Linked DNA regions of Mus musculus: region 1 is linked to region 2. The links are chromatin contacts, called in public promoter capture Hi-C maps. All regions are on one chromosome and are shown on one strand. The core of a region is the stretch at or near the end of the contact, and the rest is flanking DNA. Distances in the headings are between cores, read along the strand shown.

What was found. Promoter capture Hi-C pulls out the DNA fragments that hold promoters and counts their contacts.
Region 1: a contact with region 2 is called in a promoter capture Hi-C map of the HPC-7 cell line, with 4 times the contacts expected there. The contact joins the promoter of Ahcy here to the enhancer-like site in region 2. A contact is called at or near these places in 7 of 39 promoter capture datasets (the C10 cell line, the HPC-7 cell line, HPC-7-derived erythroid cells and 4 more), 2 of 15 datasets of contacts at CTCF or cohesin (the NIH/3T3 cell line and pro-B cells), 12 of 484 Hi-C or Micro-C datasets (the Ba/F3 cell line, the C2C12 cell line, the MNK3 cell line and 9 more), 8 of 115 datasets of contacts at active chromatin or transcription factors (DN3 thymocytes, the NIH/3T3 cell line, T-cell acute lymphoblastic leukemia and 3 more) and 2 of 9 other capture datasets (adipose tissue and pancreatic islet).

What each region holds. Positions count from the first base shown.
Region 1 is chr2:155,069,548-155,076,145 of GRCm38.p6, reverse strand. Ahcy (S-adenosylhomocysteine hydrolase) reads left to right here and starts at 1,649. Exons shown (of 10, transcript NM_016661.3): 1 at 1,649-1,781. The coding sequence starts at 1,754. Gm39966 (a long non-coding RNA gene) reads left to right here and starts at 1,972. Exons shown (of 2, transcript XR_866885.2): 1 at 1,972-2,196; 2 at 2,440-5,102. Gm45609 (a long non-coding RNA gene) reads right to left here and starts at 1,634. Exons shown (of 3, transcript XR_001783519.2): 1 at 1-1,634.
Region 2 is chr2:154,939,096-154,945,674 of GRCm38.p6, reverse strand. No RefSeq gene overlaps it. Among named protein-coding and RNA genes, the nearest start is that of Eif2s2, 49 kb to the right of the region's middle. Within about 2 kb of position 3,529, at least 29 of the 459 cell types and tissues checked have an H3K27ac peak or open chromatin away from gene starts, as enhancers often do. A contact at or near this core is called in the Ba/F3 cell line, the HPC-7 cell line, adipose tissue and 1 more, where this site is marked.

The DNA.
Region 1 (6,598 bases), core at 400-2,899, 130 kb before region 2:
AAAGATAGAGAGAGGAGGGAGTTTATACTTGTTACTGTGAGTCTAGTCAAAGATGCATAGCTGGGGAAACGGTAGGTCTTCAGGAGGAGCCTACTACTGTTGAGTTAAATGTTGTCTCCTAAATATTTGTTTATAGTCACAGAGTGGCACAGTCCTCAGTTTTGGTCAGAAAAATCTCCTTTTGTAGCAAATGACAGGTAATGCAAATGACCATGGCTGGTCGAGGTGCTGAGTGTGACTGTCTCAGATCATATCACGCCCTTTCAAAGCTCAGGGGAACACCATAGGAGGAGGAGCAGAAAGAACGTAAGAACTGGATGGAGGGGAGGAGGGTTGTGGACCCACACGGCATGGCCGTTGCAATCAGAACTCACAACTGCAGCTATTTGCCCAGGACCTGCACAACACTGGATCCCCAGCAACATTCAGTCATGGATGGGGGAGGTGTCCCGGGACATTGCTAAAATTCCCTCCTAGGAGACAGAAGCAAAATCTACACCTCCTCCCAAATAAACTGAGGTATGATTCTGCGGAAGATCCTTCTGGGGGAACCGGTGAGGTCAGTGAGCTTCCTGACAACGCATACACAGGTCAGGGGGTACTTACCAGATAGGGGTATGAATGATGCTTTTCCCCAAAGACCACAGCTGGAGACCACACCTCAACCAGCAGGGATGAGGGCCTCGCCAGTAGACGGGTAGCTGGAACCTACTTCCCTGACTACATACTCTAGTCCTTCCCTGAGGTCATGTTCAGTTTAGGCAGAATTGCATATAACAGGAGGTAGGGTGCAGCTGGACACCCAGGAGAAGGTCTTGTGACCCTCCTTGTTACTCCATGAGGAGACAGATAAGTCCAACGGAGGCCAACTTTTTACAAAGGGGCCAACTGAACTCCCCAGAGATGGTATATGCACACAACATGGGGCCTGGTTTCCTTCCTGAAAGCTAGCCGCTGAGAGCCGCTGAGAGAGAAGTCATACTCTTCAGGTGTATAGTCATTGGTGAGTTATCTATGCTCCTGCGGATAGCTCCGCAGTCATTTCCATGTGAGCAGCCTGTGAATCACCAAGAAAGACTACCGAATGAGAAGGTGTTGAGGAGGGGGTGGGGGCGAGCAAGGAAAGGCAAACAGAGGGAGGAGAGAGTGACACAATTGCAACCGGTGATTTTTCTTTCTTTGTTTTTGAGATAGGGCCTCACTCTGTAGCCTCGGTTGGCCTGGAACTAATTAGCGATAGAGCAGACTGGCCTCGAATTTGTGACAAATCTCCTGGCTCTGGCTCCAGAGCGGGAGATTTCAGACACTGTCTCCAGAGTGGGGATTCACAGGCACATACCACTAGGCCCAGCTCTTTACTTTGATCTTGCAAGAGTTTTACAATTGAAGCAGTTAAGGCTCAGGTTAGTAAATTGGCTAGAGTCTAAGAATTCTGCCTTGTTTTGACCTCTGATTCACTGGCTGGACGGATGGGAGAAGAACCGCCTCTCTCCACGCTCCCTCCTAGTCGAGTGCCAGGGGTCCAAAGGCCACAGTGCACAAAATTTATGATTTTTGAGGCAGAGATCAGCCTTGCTCCCGCTCCGCTCAACGCCTCGAGCTAGGCTCCGCCCCTAAGTTTCAGCCCCCAGCAGGTTCATGAATATTCAAATAAGAAGATATTTAAAGACGCCGGCGCCAGGCGTAGATCCCTGCCCCGCGCCGCCCGGCCCCCTTCACTGAGTTCATCAGTCCTAGCGGAAGCGCCGCCAGCATGTCTGATAAACTGCCCTACAAAGTCGGTGAGTCCCAAGGGTTCAGTCCTCCGTGGCGACTCGGCTCCCGTCCTGGGTTTGTTGTCAGTACCGACCTGCGTCTTGTTTAGGTGGCGGCTTCGGGGCGCCCCGGGACCCCTAGAATCGCTGGCCTGGCCGCGCAGGTGCCCGGGGATTGGAGTCCACACGCCGCCGAGAGCCAGGAGTGGGAAACGGCCGCGGACTACAAGTCCCGGCGTGCCCCGCGGTAGGCGCCCAGAGCGGCAGCGCGGGCTGTGATCTTTGGTCGGGCAGCGTGCTCCTGTCGGAGAGACTGGCCATTGGGAAGCGGCCCTAGAGGCCCAGACCCTGGCCCTGGCGTTTGGCGGCTTGGGTGGCCCCTAGCAAGGGCCCACCGTCTTCTGGGCCTTGAGCAGGGCCGGAGAGAGCATCAGTGTTCTAGGTGCTAATGAGGAGAGGCCTGGAAACGGCTAGTCTCGGTGCAACGGGAACTTAGGGTCCCATCTGCTCAATCTCTGGGATATCTAGTGGATGTCTAGAAAATTTGGAGTGGTTAGAAATTACTGTTCGTTTTGTCCCGATTATAGAAAGCTGTCTGAGTAAACACACCTTAACTTGAGCGTTTACAGTGGGATGGGCACTGCCTTATAGCATTATTCTAGACTAACCCGTCTTATTATTGTAGCTCTCCATGGAAGGAACGGTTTTATGTTTACAATGAATATCCAGAGGTATAAAGGGCATTTTCCCAGAATCTTGTAACTGGAAAGCAGCTGGTTAGAATTTGGACTCAGGACATCATGACCTCTAAGCTCATCTCTTCCACTGCTGTCTGTATACAAGGCAATACACTTGAAACAACCCTAATGGAATTTCAACACAATCCAATTCAAACTGTGCCTAGTGACACAAGCTTGTAATCCCAGCCCTGCTATCACTACTGAGGCCAAGGAATCGATCAGCTCATTTCAGAGGTCAGCCTGGGCATACAGTGAATTCCAGACCAACCTGGACAAGATGGGGAGACCCTATCAAAACAAAACTACAAACCAAACAAACAGAAAAACAAAGCAATTCAGGCTGGTTAGCTTTTAAAATAATTTCAATACTCTATTAAATTGGAAAGGGTCCTCAAAGGGAGATGAATGCTATCCCATTACACAGGAACCTAGGGAAGTGGCTTTGCAAATTCTTATTAAGATAGTTAATCAGCCAGCAGGGCAGTTTATTGTCTCCACTGGGTAGATGCTAAGACTGAAGCCCAGAGAGGTTTAAGTCAGTGTTGTCTTGGCGGAAGAGCTAGAATGGAGGCTCGACATACTGTGTAGGGAGGGATTGGGAGGGGGGGGGACCACAGATTGTATGGATGAAGATTGGGAGGGGGGGACCACAGATTGTATGGATGAAGATAAGGCTGGGTTCTTGCCTGTGTAAGGGTGGAGGCATGATTTGCCCATCAAGTAGGGTATGCTGTATGCTAGACCTTACTCGTTTGGCATTTCCTATGATCCTTGGGCTCAGGTTCAAGTTGATTCTCCTTATTTTGAAGAAGTGGGTTTAGAAAGGGTTCCACAGTTCCGTCTGGCGTTATGGGCAGTAGTCAGTTACCATGTGGGTGCAGGGGCTTGAACTCAGGCCCTCTAGAAGAGCAGCCAGAGAGCTCTTAACCACCAAGCCATCTTTCCAGCCCCCTCCTTCCTTTTTCCCCTCTATTTCATTCATTATTTCTTTTTCTTTTTCCTTGTCCTGTACCATCTCTTCATGAATTTTTGCTTATTTATTTTTTTTGCAGCTGGTATGGCCGGTAGACATTTTCTGACTCCTCTGTGCCAGGGCCTGCTGGTCACTGGAGGTATTGAGACCCAGGCACACGGCTGAGACAGATAGGCCCGTATGGTATAGTGTTAGTTTTATGTGAGGAGATCTGCCACTTTTCTCTCCATGGCTACCAGTCCCCAGTCTCATCTCTCCTCACAGGTCTGTGATCTCCTTGCTCCCATTTTGTTTTCCTGCTTTTTGAGCCTCAGCTGGTCTTGAATTCCATCTTCCTTTAGCCTCCACAGCACTGTTTATAGGCACATGTTGCTACAGTTGGCCAGTAGAATCTTTTCTAAAGAGAAATCTGGTCATCAAATAACACCACCTTTGAACCTCTGTAGGTGACCTACCTCACTGACAGTAAAGTCCTGATTTATTTTAAAACCCCTGTTTGAGTCAGTCCACCGATTTTTAGGTTTTTTTTTTTTCCTTCTCATTTTGTTATATGTGTCTGGGTGTTTTGCCTGCGTGTAGGTCTATGCACCACGTGCATGTGATGTGGACAGGGGCCAGAAGAAAGTGTTGGGTCTCTGGAACTGGAGTTGTAGACGGTCGTGAGTCTCCATGAGCTGCTAGGAATTAAACCCTGGAACAGCCAGTCCTCTTCACCATTAAGCCATCTGTTAAGCCCCTCAATTTTCAGATGTGTTGGAGCATATACTGGACCTGGTACTTGGCATGAACCTTCCAGGTTAACTGGCTGTGTTAAATTCCTGCGATGGGGGAGAGATCCGTGTGTCTGAGCAGATAGTGAGGAGAATAAAGTGGAGATAGAAACAGTTGGTAGACAGGAGTGGGGCCTGAAGCCCAGGTAAGGGTTAGGATTTTAAACTTTTAAAAAGTTTCCCACTGGACTATAACCAAGAACTTGCTATGTGAGAACAAAGGGGACCATGAAGCTGCTTTGTTGGCCCAGTTGAGAACTAGTGCTTTAGACGAGCGTGAGATGCTCAGTCAAAACCTTGCTGATGGAGGTGGGGGTATGATGACCCACAACTTTAACCTCAGTCCTCAGGAGGCAGTGGGAGGCAGTTATCTTTTGAGTTTGCAGCTAGCTTGGTCTACATAGTGAGTTTCAGGACAACCGAAGCTATATGATAGGCCCTGTCTCAAAAATAAAAGAACCCAGCAAAAAGAAAAATGGGACAGAGGCAAAAAATGGGAACGAGAAATTTTACAAGGTTTTGGTCGGAGTGGTTGGTTGAATGGTGGTTTCATTTCCTAAAATGGGAAGATTGAGGGTGTTAGGCCAAGGAGTCTGGAGGGCTCGTACTTGATGGTAATAATTGGACATAAGTCTAGAGGTGCTGAGTCAGCCGTTGGATTGTGAGTCTCAAATTCCTGGGAGAAGTTTGCACTGGCGGTAAATACGTGGGCGTCATCTGCACAGGGAAGGTATTCACAGCCATTTGGCTAAATGCCGAGCATTGGATAAGAGCTACTATGGATCCCTGAGGGTTCCTAGAGTTTGCCAGATGAGGAGCAGCCAGGAAGGTAGGAGGGAAAGCACAAGAGAGAATCGGATGCCAAGGAAGGAAAACATTTCAGAAGTGAGGGAGTCCTTAGTGGGGCCCCTGCTCCTGGGTACCTAGGTGATCAATGCAATGGTAAGATCTGAAGGGGTGAGACATGGTGGGGAACCAGGGACAGCTCATCTTTTGCAACAGACAAGAATGTCTAGTTAGCCACAGATGGAGTTTGTGAATGGGAAGTGAATGATTCTGAACCCTTAGTGATTTGTGACGTCATGTTATCAAGGGAACATGGATGGGGAAAGATGTTTAGGGAGAGGAGAAGGGAAGCAAACCTACTGGGAAAATGTAGGATTGCTGGGATGCACCAGTTTACCTCAGGGTCCCCATTCGTAGTAAGCAAGGTGTCTTCCTGTGGCTGTCGGTCTCCTACCTGGTTCAGTGGCTTAGGTACAGTGGAGGGCTGGCTCTAACTAGGTGGGAACTTTGTGGGGTTTTGTGGTTGGTTGTTTTTGAGACTAGGTCTCTGTGAAGCTTAGAATGACCTCAAAATCATGGCAGGCTTTGTAACTCAGCTTCCCTAGTGCTGGGGTTACGGGCATGAAGCCACTCACCCTAGCTTTAAGTGGGAGCTTTGCCTAGCCAGGTCTCAGTCTTAGAGAGCCTCAGATGGACAGTGGAGATCGTGAAGGGGGAATGATAAGGAACACTAGAAATTGACTAAATTCAACGGTTTGGAGTTGGGAATCTATAGGGAGAAGGGACATGGCCAGAGGTGGTTATTTGAAGTTCAGATTTCTGAAGGAGCTGTCATTGTTGATGTCCTGGGGAAGTGGTGTGTGTGTGTGTGTGTGTGTGTGTGTGTGTGTGTGTGTGTGTGTGTGTGTTGAAGGAGCTGTGTTTGTGTAACTCGAGTGAACCCTTCCGTAGGGGTGGAGTGTTGACCTTGGGAACTGTTTGTAGTGCTGGAGGTTCAACTTAGGACCTTGGACATACCCTAGCACTGCTCCTTTGAGATTATTTAATGCAATTTAGGAAACAGAATAATGTATTATTGTTGCTATTGTATTATTATTATTATTATTATTATTTTGAGACAGGGCCTCATGTAGCCCAGGTTGGCCTTGAACTTGCTGTGAAGTCAAGGATTCTCTTCCCCTTGCCTCCATCTCCCAAGTACTGGAATTACAGGCATGTTCTACCACTCTTGGCCTGTGTATTTGTTAAATTATTAAACTATAGCAGCCTCCTCTCTGTTTCACCCTCCGTTTCTTAGGGTGATTGGGAAGACCTAAGGTTCCTCTAAAGATAAAAATCATGGCCTTGGAGGGGTGGCTCAGTTGGTAAGTTTGCCTGTCTTCATAAGCGTGAGAACCCGTGTTTAGAGCCTCAGCACCCATAAGCAAGCACTTATAATCTCAGTGCTAATGAGGCAGAGGCAGGAGGGTCTACCTAGCCAAAACAGTGAGCTTCAGGTACAGAGGGAGATCCTGTCTCAAAAAGCAAGACAAGAGAAGCTGAGAAAGGCACTTCACAGTGACCTTTAGCCTCTAT
Region 2 (6,579 bases), core at 2,280-4,779:
ACCAACTCCCTAAAGTTGTCCTCTGAACAGATCAAATAGACGACGATGATGACAGAGATGTGATTGAAATCCTCCTGCCAGAGTTTGGTAAACATTTCCTTCCCCCAGCTCCCACCCACACAGAGTGAGTCCTTGTCACCAATTCCTTCCCTGTTCGACCTGAACTGATTCAGGATCATGGCAGTAATAAGGGATGTGGAACAAACCTCTCCCTAAAGAGATTACAATGAACAGGGCTTTTTAAATCTTGAACCTAATGAGATTCTTTTAATGGTGGAATTGTTTTTTTTAAAGATAAGTAAGGGGAGTTATCATAGAGGATAAACCTACTATAATGATAAAGCCTGACTTATTGAGAACTAGAAGTGTCCTCTAGTACAACAACCTATGAGACATTTTTTAGGTGAGAAAATGAACCAGGGCAGGGGGCTTTGGTTTGGGTTTTCTACATACGTGTTTGTGTGCCCACACAGTTGCACAAGTATGTATGTCTGTGTAGGTTGGAGGTCCATACTGGGTGTCTTTTTTAATCATGCATCACCTTTTTGGTTGTTGTTGTTGTTCCTTGTTTGTATCTAGAGTCCCTCACTGAACTTAGAGCTTGCGAATCGGCTGGACTGACTGGCCGGAGAATCCCAGGCACCTTCCTGTTTCTGCCTCCTTGACTCTGGGATAACAGACCCAGCCTGTTTCACAAGGGCACTGAGGGTCACGCCCAGACCCTCTGTGCTTGGCATGCGCCTTACTAACTGAGCCGTCTCCCTGCCCCTAGGGAAGGTGTTTTGTTTGTCTGTTTTGGATTGTTTTTGTTTTTGTTTTTCAAGGCCAGTTTTCTCTGGATAGCCCTGGCTGTCCTTGAACTCACTTTGTAGACCAGGCTGGCCTTGAACTCAGAAATCCGCCTGCCTCTGCCTCCTAAATGCTGGGATTAAAGGCGTACACCACCGCTGCCCGGCGTAGGAAGTTGGTTTTTGTGTGTGTTTAAAAAAAAAAAAAAACCCACAATAACTTACACTTGCTCTTTCAATCAGTAAGGGGCAGGTGCAAGATTTTCCTGCAACACCTTCTCCCTCTGGTAACTTTAACCTGGTTACATAGCCATCTATCTGTTTCTCTGAGTATGGGGCAAACCCTAGGGAATCCACAAATGAAAAATATGAGGGATCCAAGAAAGCCTGGGGATAAGCAGAATATTATAAAACACAGAGAAATTGCGGTATCATAGGTGACTGACGTGAGACTAGGAAGCTAGAGAAAGTGAGAACTCTACTACGAGAATGGGCGTCACCTTGCAGCATTTATCTTTCTTTCCTGCCATGTGCCATGCTGTCCCTCAGATGTTCTCCCAGGACCAGGGGACCTGATGCCTCCCATCAGCCCCCAGGACTCAGGAAGGGCAGCTATTCGTGCTAGATTATTTTGGAGTCTGAAACTGATAACTTTCTTCCCAGCCCTTCCTCGGTGGGGGCTTTTGAACTGCTGTCTTCAGGACTTGTAAAGTCAGGCAGAGCAGGAGCTGAGCCCCCTGAAGGGCTCCTGTCAGCTCTGCTGTTCCCCCAACAACCTTTCTAACCCATAGACCATAGACACACTGCAGCTCTGCTCTTACCCAGGAACCTATCCCCTCTCTCCTTGGCTCAGAGGGTTGCCCGCTGGAGAAGCATGAGGACCTGAGCTTGGATGTCCAGGACCCACGTAGTAAGTCAAGTACAGCAGCTGTGAACATCTGTAGCCACAGCAGAGCAGGGTTGGAGGAGACAGGCAGACCCTAAGAGCTTGCCGGTTGAAGTGGCAATGCCAGGTTCAATGAGAGACCAGGCCTCAAAAAATAATATGGGTAATGATAGAAGAAAATATCTCAAATTTACCTCTGGCTTCTGTACACATCCACATGTATGTGCAGACACACCTGCATACATTCATATGCATCACATACACACACACTTAAGAAAATGGATAGAATTGTTCCCATTATGTTGTTTCACCCCATCATAGGGGTGCTCAGATTTAAAGTGCATCTCTGTGTTAACACTTTGTAAAAAGAAGGAGGAGGAGGAGAAGGAAAAGAAGAAAAGAAAAGAAAGAGACAAATGGAGAAAATGAATAGGAAAACCATTGAGTAGTAATGAGGTGTATGATGGGTGCGGGTGTTTGCCACCAAGCCGGACAACCGGAGGAACGCTGACTCCTGGGGAAGGAAGGGGAAAAAGAAGGAATAAGGAAAGCGGGGAGGAGATGGAGGAAAATAACTGATAACAGGTAACAGCTTGAGCCCAGAAACAAATATACAAGGTCTTTCCTCTTGTCTTCCCTCTACTGAGTCTGTGATGAGATCCATCAGGAAGTCTCCGGAGCAGAGCGCTGTGGCCGCCTGGGGGCAGTGCAGTCTCGCGGATAGGTTTTGCAGCCGCCGAGTTTGAGGCCCATTTCAGAGTTGGTTCTGCCCAGTAGTTTCCTTTCCTTTCTCTTCAGGTCCTCGTCTGAGTTCATCCTTATTTCAGGTTCCCACTGAATTGGTTAGGGAGGAACGGGGATCTGGGGCCTGGGGTGACACTCATTCACATAACACACCCACTTGTGTACATCCCGGAAATGTCCAGGTTCCAATTTCCACGAGGCAGAGTTAAATAAGACTGGAGGCATCTTTGAGCCAACAAACATCTGATTTAAAGAGCACAGGCTGGTCTTAAATACTGTTAACAAGTGCAGGTTGTGGAGACGTCCCATTTTCTTAGTTCTTTCTTAGCTCCTGGCTCTCCATGAACGATGGATGGAAGAAATACCCCCTCCCCGCTTTTAGGAGCTTTTAGCTATTTAGGAAAAGACATCGATTGCTCAACCGGTGCCTGCTGTCCTTGGTGCGTTGCTCCCAGTGGTTATATCAGGCCTCTACTCTAGGTTGGCGTCTTTGCCTGATGAATGCCTGGGGCGGAGGCTGGGAATCAGCAGTGTCTGTGCCCGCCCCTCTGAGCACACAGGCGCCCCATTCAAAACAATGTGGCCCTAGGCATCAGTGAAAGGGCTGCAGTCAGACTTGGCCTCACAAGGACTCACCTCTCTTTATCACCATCTCAAGCCCCGCTCAGGAAGCTCTCTCTTCGCTAACCTCAAGAGTCCCTTTTCCCTCAGTCAAAATCAGCTTCCAGCTCTAACACCCTGGGGTGATTTTTTTTAAAAATCTGTTGATTGATCCCGTGCCCTGTTTCTGGGATGGTTGCTTGCTGTCCTCTGAGCATAGGGAGTACTCTAAGCTTCCATACCCTTTTCTCACATGGTCACCTCATCTGAAATACATTTTCTGTCTCTCTGCCTGATGAATTCTTTATCTATCTTTATGTCCTAAATGAAACGTCCTAGAGCCGAGCACAGTGGTACGTACCTGTAGCTCTAGCAACTGGGAGACAGAGGAAGAAAGATCAGAAGTTCAAGGCCAGCCTGGACTCACCCCACCTCCTCCCCCAGTCTCTCCCATAGTTTCCCCCGACTCTTTCCTTCCCCTTGGAGTTCATACACAACCTTGTGGTTCCTTCCCCATTTTCACGTAGCCGGGCTTTAGCTGTGTTTTCCTGTTAGATGGTGAACTCAGTGTGGGCTTTAAACACTCAGCCAAGAGGCCGTGCTGAGGTTGCTTTGCCTCATTATCTTAAGGCTATCTCGTTAGCGGTAGCTCAGCCTAACACTGAGCACATAGGAGCCCGGTGTTCAACCCTGCTGGATATGATCAAAGCTGGAAGACATCAGGCAAAATGTGGTTATTCTTTTATTTTCACTTTCTATTTCCACTTCCCAGGAGATTTAGGTAACTGCTCCCAATTTCCTCTCTTATCATTTATAGTCCTCCTGGCCATCTGCATCCCATTACGATTTCATCTGGCTGTCTAGGGCCAACTTTCCTAGGCCTGGCTGCCTGCTCATTTGTGACTTTTATCAACCTGCTGCTCTGTGGGTGATGTTGTAGGCACTGGGTAGGCAGCAGCAAAGGACACTTTCCTAGCACTTAGACTGCAGGGGGAACAGGAGACCAAGATAGGTAAACAAAGGGGATTTCAATGACTAGGGATTCTAGGAAGGAAAGGGGGTCACGTGGTACAAAGAACAATAGAATCTCAGAGGGAAGAGTCCAGCCATGGGGGTATGTGCTAAGAAAGCCTTTCATGCAGAGGGTGAGCAGCCACACTGGTCCTGAACAGGAACAAGTGATGGAAAAGTTGTGAAGCATGCAGCTACATAAGGAGAGGGCTTGCACATTTTCCTTAGCTTGCTGGCATCCCTTCAGAGAGCCCTTAGTGGCTTTGATCCCTTCTGGGAAGTGACCAGTTCCCCCTAGCCTTCACCTCCTCACCACTCCATCCAATTTCCTCTCAGTGAATCTTGTTGATCATCTGACACATACCTGATCCCTTCATCTGATCTTGGTGACTGGAGTGCCAACTTATGGGGTTGAATCTTCCTTTGTGTGGTCTCTTATTAAGATAAGACCTCCTTCCTTGATTTCTTCAAGAAGTTCTGGGTTCTGCTCTCTTTAGGAAAGAGCCAAAGATTCAGATGGACATCCAACTGTAGCATGGGTTGGGGGACCTAGTCCCCTGTTTTGACACTCACAGGCGACTGAGCCTGGGCTCCACCTCTGTGAATCCCAGACTTATCTTCCCACATGGATTCTTTTTTTTTTTTTTTTTTTTTTTTTTTTTTTAAAGATTTATTTATTTATTATATGTAAGTACACTGTAGCTGTCTTCAGACACTCCAGAAGAGGGAGTCAGATCTTGTTACGGATGGTTGTGAGCCACCATGTGGTTGCTGGGATTTGAACTCTGGACCTTCGGAAGAGCAGTCGGGTGCTCTAACCCACTGAGCCATCTCACCAGCCCCCCCACATGGATTCTTATTATTCTCTATTCTACATTGTTGTCCAGTGGGCTCTTATGCCCAGATGGCGAGAGAGTCATCTTAGATGCCCAAGTGCTTACATAAAGGGGCTAGAGAGCTTCCTGGTGCTGGAGACATGAAAAGCTTTAAGTAAGTCAGGAGCCCATATCGAAGCCAGATGGTTCGCTTTACAGTAAAGATCACAGGGCCTGAAAACTATGAGGAAGGAGGGCCAGCCAGGGGACAAGCTCTTTGGAGTGAAGATCCTGGCATGCCTGTACTTAGGAAGGTGCAGGCCTTCTACCCACAGACTCCCTGCCCTTAGATTCCTACTGGACTCCTAGGCCAGTCAGATTCTCCTCAGGTCCAGACTAGTAGAAGGTTCAAACAATAAGGGCTGAAGAATGAAGCTGACTGTTCTCTGAAACGTCAGGCTCCCTACATCTTCCTGGTCAGATGCACCCCAACAATGCCTTTTTCTCTAATAAATTGACAAGCCCCGTGTCTCATTCTGACAGCCTCCTTAACCTGCCTTTCTACTGTGTAGAATACATTTCAAGTATTGAAAGCACTCTTACCCATTGAACATCTCTGCCTGGGGACTTTACATACCAGCACTTATGTTAGAACTTGGGAGTTCCCATCGTTACTGATACAGAAGTAGAGGTTGTCTTTAGGCAAGTTGGAGAGGGTACAGCATGCCAGGGCTCCAGCGACCTCTCTGTTCCCATCTGCATCATCGGCTCCGTGTAACAGGCAGCATTCATGGGGAAAGACCCATGACCCCATGCTCACACCGAAGACTAGGCAATGCTTTTGTTCCTAAAGACTGATTTCCTACCCACCCAGCTTCATCTTTATCAGATCCTGCGAACGAACAGTCCTAGCAACGTTGAGACATGAGATAATGTTTAGTCTCCATGTGGGCAAAATGTGATGCTTAGATGACAACGGAACTGTGAACTTTAAGTTCCTGGGAAGAGGTCACGTTTACCTTGAACGTTCTGATCGACTGATTGGAACTTCAGTGACATTGGAGGGGTTGGAATGTTCTGAGTCCAGAGCCAAACACTTCATCCGTACATTGCCCATCTCTGTGTGTGATCGAACATCCACGTGACTATTGGATAAATCCTTTTGAACTGTACCAACCGACTCTTAGGTTCTACCAACTCAAAAGCGAAGAATGTCCTCAGAAACCATCTGCTGCTCAGGGCACAGGAGTTGAAGCTTTGCCGTCACCTTTGCCTGCTGTTTCCACCAATGTTTTTTAAAAATTGTCTTCTTATAACTTGCTCTAGTTTGCTCCTATTAAAAACTTCATGAATAAATTAAAAAAAAAAACTTCATGAAGTTGTAACCTTATTGTAATATTGGTGGTGGTGGTGGGGAGGAGCTGGGTAACCTAAATTGTGTTTCCAGATCTTAGCCACTCAGACTTTCAGGATAAATTCTCCCTTGGCTCCTACTGTTTGGTTTTGGAAACATTATCAGTTTTGAACATGAACCATCCCACGCAGGCTAATGAGTTGAATGCTTGGTCCTTGGCAGGGGCTTACTTTGAAAGTCCTAGTCCTTAAGTTAGTGAGATCCATTTGACAAATGTGAGTCCTAAGTCCTCTGAAGATTGTGCCTGCTGCCAGCATCTTCTTTCCCTGCCTCTCTCTCTCTCTCTCTCTCTCTCTCTCTCTCTCTCTCTCTCTCTCTCTC